3 separate regions of the Sus scrofa genome follow, and regions 2 and 3 are each linked to region 1. Evidence: chromatin contacts called from public Hi-C data. All regions are on one chromosome and are shown on one strand. Each heading gives the region's core, a stretch centred on a gene start, on an enhancer-like site or on the middle of the called end of the contact. The rest is flanking DNA. Distances are from core to core; before and after follow the strand shown.

Evidence for each region. A called contact is a pair of places that touch in the nucleus more often than the background predicts.
Region 2: a Hi-C map of liver shows a contact between it and region 1, with 3 times the contacts expected there. The contact joins the promoter of CRTC1 here to the promoter of KXD1 in region 1. A contact is called at or near these places in 2 of 47 Hi-C or Micro-C datasets (epiblast stem cells and liver).
Region 3: a contact with region 1 is called in a Hi-C map of skeletal muscle, with 6 times the contacts expected there. The contact joins the enhancer-like site here to the promoter of KXD1 in region 1. A contact is called at or near these places in 1 of 5 promoter capture datasets (fetal liver), 13 of 47 Hi-C or Micro-C datasets (alveolar macrophages, embryonic fibroblasts, fetal skeletal muscle and 7 more) and 2 of 2 datasets of contacts at active chromatin or transcription factors (alveolar macrophages and skeletal muscle).

What each region holds. Positions count from the first base shown.
Region 1 is chr2:59,249,485-59,252,204 of Sscrofa11.1, reverse strand. KXD1 (kxDL motif-containing protein 1) reads left to right here and starts at 1,312. Exons shown (of 5, transcript XM_013991423.2): 1 at 1,312-1,409. The coding sequence starts at 1,407.
Region 2 is chr2:59,155,811-59,158,530 of Sscrofa11.1, reverse strand. CRTC1 (CREB-regulated transcription coactivator 1) reads left to right here and starts at 1,335. Exons shown (of 17, transcript XM_003123525.4): 1 at 1,335-1,526. The coding sequence starts at 1,401.
Region 3 is chr2:59,333,815-59,336,534 of Sscrofa11.1, reverse strand. ELL (RNA polymerase II elongation factor ELL) reads right to left here. Exons shown (of 13, transcript XM_021083507.1): 4 at 1-15. Among named protein-coding and RNA genes, the nearest start is that of ISYNA1, 28 kb to the left of the region's middle. Within about 2 kb of position 1,389, at least 13 of the 83 cell types and tissues checked have an H3K27ac peak or open chromatin away from gene starts, as enhancers often do. A contact at or near this core is called in fetal liver, omental adipose tissue and skeletal muscle, where this site is marked.

The DNA of each region.
Region 1 (2,720 bases), core at 63-2,562:
CGGCTTGGATCTGACGTTGCTGTGGCTGTGGTGTAGGCTGGCAGCTGTAGCTCTGATTGGACCCCTAGCCTGGGAACTTCCATATGCTGCAAGTGCAGCCCTAAAAAGCAAAAACAAACAAACAAAAAACAACCCAAAAAAACAAAAAACAAAACAAACTATTGGTTTCAAGTTCCCACTGTGGCACCACAGCATCAGCAGCGTTTTGGGAGCTCTGGGATGCAGGTTTGATAAGGATCCAGTGTTGCCAAAGCTATGGCTTGGGTTGCAACTGCAGATTGGATTTGATCCCTGTCTTGGGAACTCTGTATGCTGCAGGGCAGCTGAAAAAAAACCCACAAAACAAAAACTATTGATTCAACTATAAGAATATATAGAAATCCTGGAATCCTGGCCTTATAAATAAGAATCCTAGTCATCATTAACTATTCAATGAATGAAGGAAGGAGAGCATGGCAGTGATAATACAGTTTACCCCTAGTTTATTGAGGGCTTGCATTGGACCAAGTCTTTTGTTGCAAGAGATTTACCTGCATGATCTCATAAAGTTAAGCCACTTGCACCAGGCCCCCCCAACCAGGATTTGATAGAACTGGAATTTGAACTCAGATATGTCCAATTCCAGGGCTCTCAAAGAGACTTCCGTGTGCCCAGGAGCATGTGTATTTCTCCCAAGCTCTTGGTAACCTTAAGAGGCAGATCCTGTGTTCACCTGGACTCACAGTTAAACTGAGGACCAGAAAAATAAGATATATAATATGTAACACATATCACAAGGCCTCAATAACTAAGGATAATTAATCCGGAGTTCCCGTTGCGGCTCAGTGGTTAAAGAATCCGACTACGAACCACAAGGTTGCAGGTTTGATCCCCGGCATGGCTCAGTGGGTTAAGGATCCGGTGTAGCCATGAGCTGTGGTGTAGGTTGCAGATGTGGCTCGGATCCTGCTTGGCTGTGGCTGTGGCATAGGCTGGTAGCGGCAGCTCTGATTTGACCCCTAGCCTGGCCAGAAAAAGGTCACCAAAAGCAGAGCAGGGATTTTTGAAGCGGAATGAGTCTGATTCCCAGCCTGGAAAACATAACACGTGGGTCTGGGTCGACCACAGGCCACTAGAGCACTATATGCCCTTGTGGGAATGCCCGCCACTCTCGGATCTCTGTCTTACCACTTACAAAACTGGGCGTGTTTTCAGCCTCTCTCTCCACCCCTCCCCCCGCCCTTCCGGGCTGCCAAGGAGCAGGGTTTTGGAAACTACGCAGGCGCGCGAGGGACTGCTTGATTGGCTATTTGTTATGAACCCCCTCCCCGCAAACAGTAACTGCGTCTAAGTCCCACCTCTTCCTGCCGCGCCTCCACGCACGCAAGTCGGCCCCGGGCACGTTGCGGACACGCGCGCTAGCACTCATGGTACGTGATGACGTTGAGGCGGCACTGGCGCCATCCCGGAAGCGCGAGCAAGGCCGCCAGATGTGCAGGTGCTGCTGCCACCGACGCCGGGGCCGAGTTCAGGGTGGGGCTGGGGACGCAGGGGCTTCTGGGCAGCTGGGCCGGGCGGGAGCAGTCCCCGGGCTGTCGCGGGGTGGGGCGCGCCGCTGGCAACATCTGGACACCCTGCGCACAGGCCTCAGTTTCCCCGGCTGCGCAGTGGACGCGCGGACGGCGCCGTGGGCTGGATCCGGATCCGGGGCGCCAGAGTTGGGGGCGTCTATGTTGAAGCTGTGCTATATCACCCAGAACCGGGCTTTTCCCTGCTTAGGCCTCAGTTTCCCGGCTTCACAGGGGCGGGGCTTGAGGGGCTTTGTGAGCCCCGCCGCACTGGGGGGTTTTGCAGAGCTGGGGTAGCCCAGTTAAATTCTGTTAAATGATCTAGGTGGAGTCGCGGCGTCTCTCTGCCTAGGTGTGTGACCTTGGGCAACTGAGCCCACCTCTCTAGCCTTGGTTGCCTTCGGAAATGATAGTGTCAGTCTATCTGCCTCTCAGGGGTGATTAGGGATTAAATGAAGTGTTTTACAAGTGTTCGTTTGTATTCTTGGAAGCACTGGGGAGACCCTCATTAGAATAGTGATTCTTGGCCCAGTCCTAGGTTTTCTTAACACTCCCCTCGGAGAAACTGCCTGCTACCAGTCCACTGTCTCATCACTATTGGTTTCATTACCCAAAGATAGTGTTGTGAGATTCTGATTCTTTGTTATTCCTAGCTTCTGGATGAGAAGGACCCAGGAGGTGAGGTGACTTTCCTAAGGTCACGGAGCCTCCCTCTCTGCGTGTTTCCCCCATAAATATATTTGGAGCTGGGACTAGTGCCTATACTGGATCATTTTTCACCCTGTATATGGGTCAGACCGATACTTAGTCAGGGAAGGCTTCCCGTGAGAAGCAGCTGGTGAGGGAGTATGCATTGAATCTCTCAGCCCTCACATCTGGGAGCCAGAGACAGGAAAGAGCCTTACTTTGAAGCAGAACCATTTCCCGGGGTCCAAATGTTTTGCCCTCCAGGCCTAGTTGTGGGGTTCCTGCCACATGCCTCTGTCCTTTGAGAGCCCAAGTATCCTCTTTATATATGATCTTTGGAAATGTGGAGGCTGTGAGCGTCCATACCTGGCACACAGTCAGAACAAAATAAACATGGTGATTATTGGGGGCGGGGGAGGGGGGTTTCATCAGGTGTGGCAGTTCATCTCCAGAAGGCACATAAGGCTGCAGACCCTAGCTAGATTC
Region 2 (2,720 bases), core at 86-2,585, 94 kb after region 1:
ATTGAGCAAGGCCAGGGGTCAAACCTGCATCTTCACGGACTCTATGTCGGGTTCTTAACCTGCTGAGCGACAAGAGGAACTCCTAAACTTTTGATATTGGTGGTTGGGGAGGGACAACTAGGTATCAGAACCCCTCTGGTTTCCCTAGGTCACTCTCCTGTCATTGGGGAGACTCTGCTATTCCTTTCACAGCTTGGTCTGGGTGGGATTTCTGGACCCGTCCTTTAGCCCGCCATGGCAGACCGGCTTCCTTGAGCAAGATCAGGCTGGAGAAGTTCATCGAGAAGAGGCTGACTCTGTAGTTCCAGTTCTCTGAGCTTAAGGATCCAGAGAATAGGAACTGGATAGGGTATCAGCATAGGGAAAGACATCGGGATTTTGGACTGGGGACTGATCGCATCCCCTGAACCATGGTGGCATAGGCGTTTCCCTTTCCAACATCACTCTTCTGGCCCATCAGTGATTTCATTTTTTTTTTTTTTGTCTTTTCTAGGGCCGCTTCCCGCGGCATATGGAGGTTCCCAGGCTAGGGGTCTAATCGGAGCTGTAGCCGCTGGCTTACACCACAGCCACGGCAACGCCAGATCTAAGCCGCGTCTGCAATCTACACCACAGCTCACCGCAACGCCAGACCCTTAACCCACTGAGCAAGGCCAGAGATCGAACCCGCAACCTCATGGTTCCTTGTCGAATTTGTTTCCACCGCGCCACGACGGGAATTCCATGGTTTCATTTTTCATATTACATTGACCGCCATCTGAAAGGTTCATTTGTTGGTGGGTTGTTTTCCCCCCTCCCCGACCTGCGCATCCCATGAGGGCAGGGACCAAGTCGCCTTGCTCATGCCTTTTCTCCAGGATACTTGGCACATATAGGGTCTCAAATGAATAAATGCATGCCTGGATGAGCAACGCCCTAAACCAGTCTCCGAGATGAACTGGTCCGAGCCCAGGCTCATACTCGAGTGCTGCCTGGGGTGGGTGCTGGCTTCATCCTTATGACTTGGAAGGTGTTGAGTCCAGCAATCTCTCTACTGGGGGTTCCAGCCAGTCCCCGGACCTTTCTCAACAGCCAGGCGGCTGCTGTCCAGCGGGCCAGGAGGCGGCTCACTGCGCCTGCGCCGAAATCCCCACCCTCCCTCTCCCACCTCCCCTGTGCCCCCACAAGTGCAAAGCCGAGACGCGCGCATGCGCTGTCGCCCCCGCAACGCGCGCTACTTCCGAGCGCATGCGCCGCTCTCACGCCCGCCGACGCGCCTGCGCACTGCCCGCCGCCCGCGGGTCCGGCTGGCGCTTGCGTGGTGGCACCCGCGATTGGGGGGGCGAGGAGGTGGTGGAGGAGGAGGAGGAGGAGGAGGAGGCGGCGGCGGCGGCGGCGGCGGCGGCGGCGGCGGCGAGAAGATGGCGACTTCGAACAATCCGCGGAAATTCAGCGAGAAGATCGCGCTGCATAACCAGAAGCAAGCGGAGGAGACGGCGGCTTTCGAGGAGGTCATGAAGGACCTGAGCCTGACGCGGGCCGCACGGGTAAGGGGGTTGCCCGCGCCGACCCCTCAGGGCCGGAGAGGGAGGGAAGGGGCGCGTGTCCGCGTGCAGCGGGAAGGGGGGCGCGGGACGGGGGCGGGGCGCCGCGCGGCGGGGGCGGGGCTTGGCACGGCCCGAGGGGACAGGTGTCCCCACGCTCCGGGCGTCGTGGGCGGGACCGGTACCCCCACATCATCGATACCTGAAGGGGTACAGGTGGCCCTACAACGTTGTTACTTGAAGCGGGGACCAGGTTATTACTATATCATTGTTATTTGTAGGGGCAGGGACCTCTACATCATTACTACCTGGAGGGAACAGGTGCCACTACATCATTGTTACCTGAGGGGGGAAAGGTGTTCTCACATCAATGCTACCTGAGGTGGATAGATGCCCTGAGCTATGCCATGGTCTAGGGGAGACAGGCTGATACTGAGATGTGTGAACTTGGCGCTGCTTGCAAGCATCCCTGTTACCTTGGGAGGGGAGATAGGTGCTTCCATATCATTGGTATCTAAGGGGTGGCAGATGCCCACACATCACTGCTGCCTGAAGGGACAAGTGTCCCTACATAATTGTCACCTGTGCTCTCACACCCTGGGTCTTGGGAGAAGGACAGGAACCCCTCCTTGCAGACCTGAGATGGAATATGTATCTCTCCCTTTTGGAAACCTGAGGGCAAGATCTGGTGCCGTCCCCTGTGGGAACCTGAGGGGATTGGGAAGGCAGATTGGGCTCAGTCTTGGAGATTGGAGTGGAGCCCCTTCCCCATGCAACCTGTATGGTGGGGGCCAGGTGATGGACAAGAGACAGCTGGCCACAGATGGCCCCTGGCCCTTCAGGACCAGGGTGGAGAGTTAGTTCTTCCTCAGATGGCTGAGCGCATTTCATGTGCAGGGGCAGGCCAGGTTACCTGCTAACCTAACCTTGGAAGCTGCTGTAGGCCTGGAGCAGGGGCTTGTTTGTGGCTGGGGTGGGAGACCTGGCCTTCTTGTGGGCCCTAGCGTCTGGCAGCCGCCTCAAGGTGCCAAGCTCTTCAGCTCTTGGTGTCCTCTCTTGTGGAGTTTGTCTATCAAGCCCTTCCTCATGGGTCAGGGAGTGGAGCATGCTTTGCACAGGTGGCAGTAAGTCTCTGATCCTGCAGAGTGATGGGACCCCTGTGCTGCACCCTGGTGCCTTGGGGGAGGGTCGAGTGGG
Region 3 (2,720 bases), core at 140-2,639, 84 kb before region 1:
GGGGATGGAGATGTGCTGCATGGAGAGGGGGACACATCACCAATAGGTCCACAGCACAGATGGGACCTGTGGGCCAGCACAGGACTCCAGCTGCTCATCCTTGCAGCATGCCCCTTACAGTGATGATGTGCTGGTGTGTTCCTTTGAAACACACCTCTGTTTTCCTGGGACCTGGGACCTGTTCACACCACAGGACAGGTCCTGGGTTCCCATGCAGTGGCTGGGGGAAGGGAGTGGTGGGCCTGTGTCTAGCTTTTTTTTTTTTGTCTTTTCAGGGCCACACCTGTGGCATATAGAGGTTCCCAGGCTAGGGGTGGAATCAGAGCTGCTACTGCCAGCCTACACCACAGCCACAGCAACCAAATCCGAGCCGCATCTGCGACCTACACCACAGCTCACAGCAACGCCGGATCCTTAACCCACTGAATGAGGCCAGGGATCAAACCTACGTCCTCATGGATACTAGTCAGATTTGTTTCCACTAAGCCACGAAGGGAACTCTGTATGTCTGGTTTCTAAGCAGCAATAGCATCACAGTCTAAGGAACACAAAGCACTCAGGACATACCCAGAGGCAGGGACCCCACCTCGATCTGGGCTGTGACTCAGTTTCCCCACCAAATAAAGCATATCTGGCCCAGGACAATGGTGAAGATGAGATGAGTAGGCATCAATCGTGGGCAGGGCATGCTGAGAGGTCCAGCTGCTCTGGCACTCCCGCTTGGCCACACTCTCTCCAACTCCTGCAGGCCAGTGTCTTGGGTGTCTGTGAATTAGGCAGGCATTGGGCCCTGAGGAGCTCAGAGATGGGCAGCACTTGCCCCCAGTAAACTGTGACATGGGATGCATGTGCCATGGTTTATATAACCGCTGGAGCCTAGCTAGGCAAAGCCACAGGACCCAGGGAGAACAGATGGCCTGGCCTGCAGACAGACAGCACTAGTCCTGGCCAAGGTACAGGGATCAGCACAGGGAGGACACTCAGGCTGTTTTATTCCAGGCTGACCCTCTGGCCCTCTGCCAACACTGGGTGAAGGCCAGTGGCAGCTGAAAAACACAGACAGGAAAACCTCACATTCCAGCTGCCAGCCCCTGCATCCAGAACCTTGTCACCAGAGGTGACGGGCGTGCCATAAAGTAATCCCTGGGCGTGAGCACAGGAGCTTGTCACAGCTAAATAGACACAAAAGGCAGAGCCACAAGTGGTCAACCAGGAGGGGCAGTACTGAAGGTCAGGGGGCAGCAGGTCTCATGCAGGCCTCATCCAGGCCTTGCGCCCACGCTGTTGCATTACCTCAGCCCACCAAGCACATCTCTTTGGTAACGTGAGGAACACTAAAGCATGAGAACTCCATCAGCACTGGACAGAATGTGGCTCAGGGCCGAATCCCCCCTGCCCTGAGCCCAACTGTCACATGTGAATGCAGGCAGCTCAGCCTGTCTGAGCCTTGTCTGTCAGACCAAGGATGCAGCAGTTTAGGCCACAAAGAGGGGTCCAGCTCCCCCGCCCTAGCCCTCACGGCTGGCTCAAAATGCTGTGTGACCACCTCAATGCTCAGCCAGTCCCTGCTTCAAGGAGAGATCCCCAACATTCACAGGGAGAGCCAAGGAGGCACAGAGTGGCTCAGGGCAGAAAGAGCCCAGCTTAGGGGAGATGGACAGTCTGTACCAGCCATCCTGGGACTGCAGATGACTTTGGGCTGATGGTCATCCCTGTCCCCACCTCCTTGAAGCAGGATGAGTGCTGCCCAGATGAAAGGCTGCCCCATTGGCCCAGGCCCACCCACTCTGACCCTCTGGTATATTTCAGGAGGAGGGGCTCACCCAGGACACACCCAGTGGTAGGCAAGGCCAAAGCTTGTGGTGGAGACCCACAGAGCAGCAATGCCAGGGCCCTGGCCAGCCACACAGACCCTAATCTCAACATAAACACATTTCTTTATTAGGATCAAAAAAAGGGCATTCCCTGGTGGTCTGGCAGTTAAGGATTTGGCATTGTCAGAGCTGTGGCTTGGGTTCGATTCCAGGCCCGAGAGCTTCTGCATGTCGCAGATGCACGGACCAAAAAAAAAAAAAAAAAAAAAAAAAGAGAGAGAGATGGAGAAGCTCACATTGTCTAAAAATCAAACCCAGGAGTTCTCTTGCAGCACAGCATGTTAAGGATTCAGTGTTGTCACTGCAGTGGCTTGGGTCATGCTGTGGCATAGGTTTATTTCCTGGCCCAGGAATTTCCCAATGTCGTGGGAACAGCCTCCCCCCCCAAAAAAATCAAACCTGAACTGCCTGCTATGACTCACCTTCAACAGGAAAACATATAAGTATACACACACACACACATGCAAGCACGCATGCCCCTACTCCTGGTTATAGGAGGCAGAGGGAGCTTCCACAAACTGACTTGGGTGTCTATGTGCACAGATGCAAGCAAACAGGCTTGTCCTGTCTTGGATGGTCCTGGGCACCTGAGGGGCCTCCGACATCCGCTTCTGAGGTCTGGGGCTTGAGACAGGGTGTTGGTTCCGCTGTGGGTGCGTCAAGTCCCTGCCAGAGCCCTTCCATCAACCCTCTGTGAAATCTGACACAAGTCAGGCCCGCAGTCCTGATCTGTGGGGCTTTTGTCCACAGTGCAGGTGGGAGCTTAGATGAGACAAATCCAGGCCCGAGTGGGGGTGGGGCAGGGGCTAAAAGGTGGAGGCAGCACTTGGTATTCCATTCAGGTAA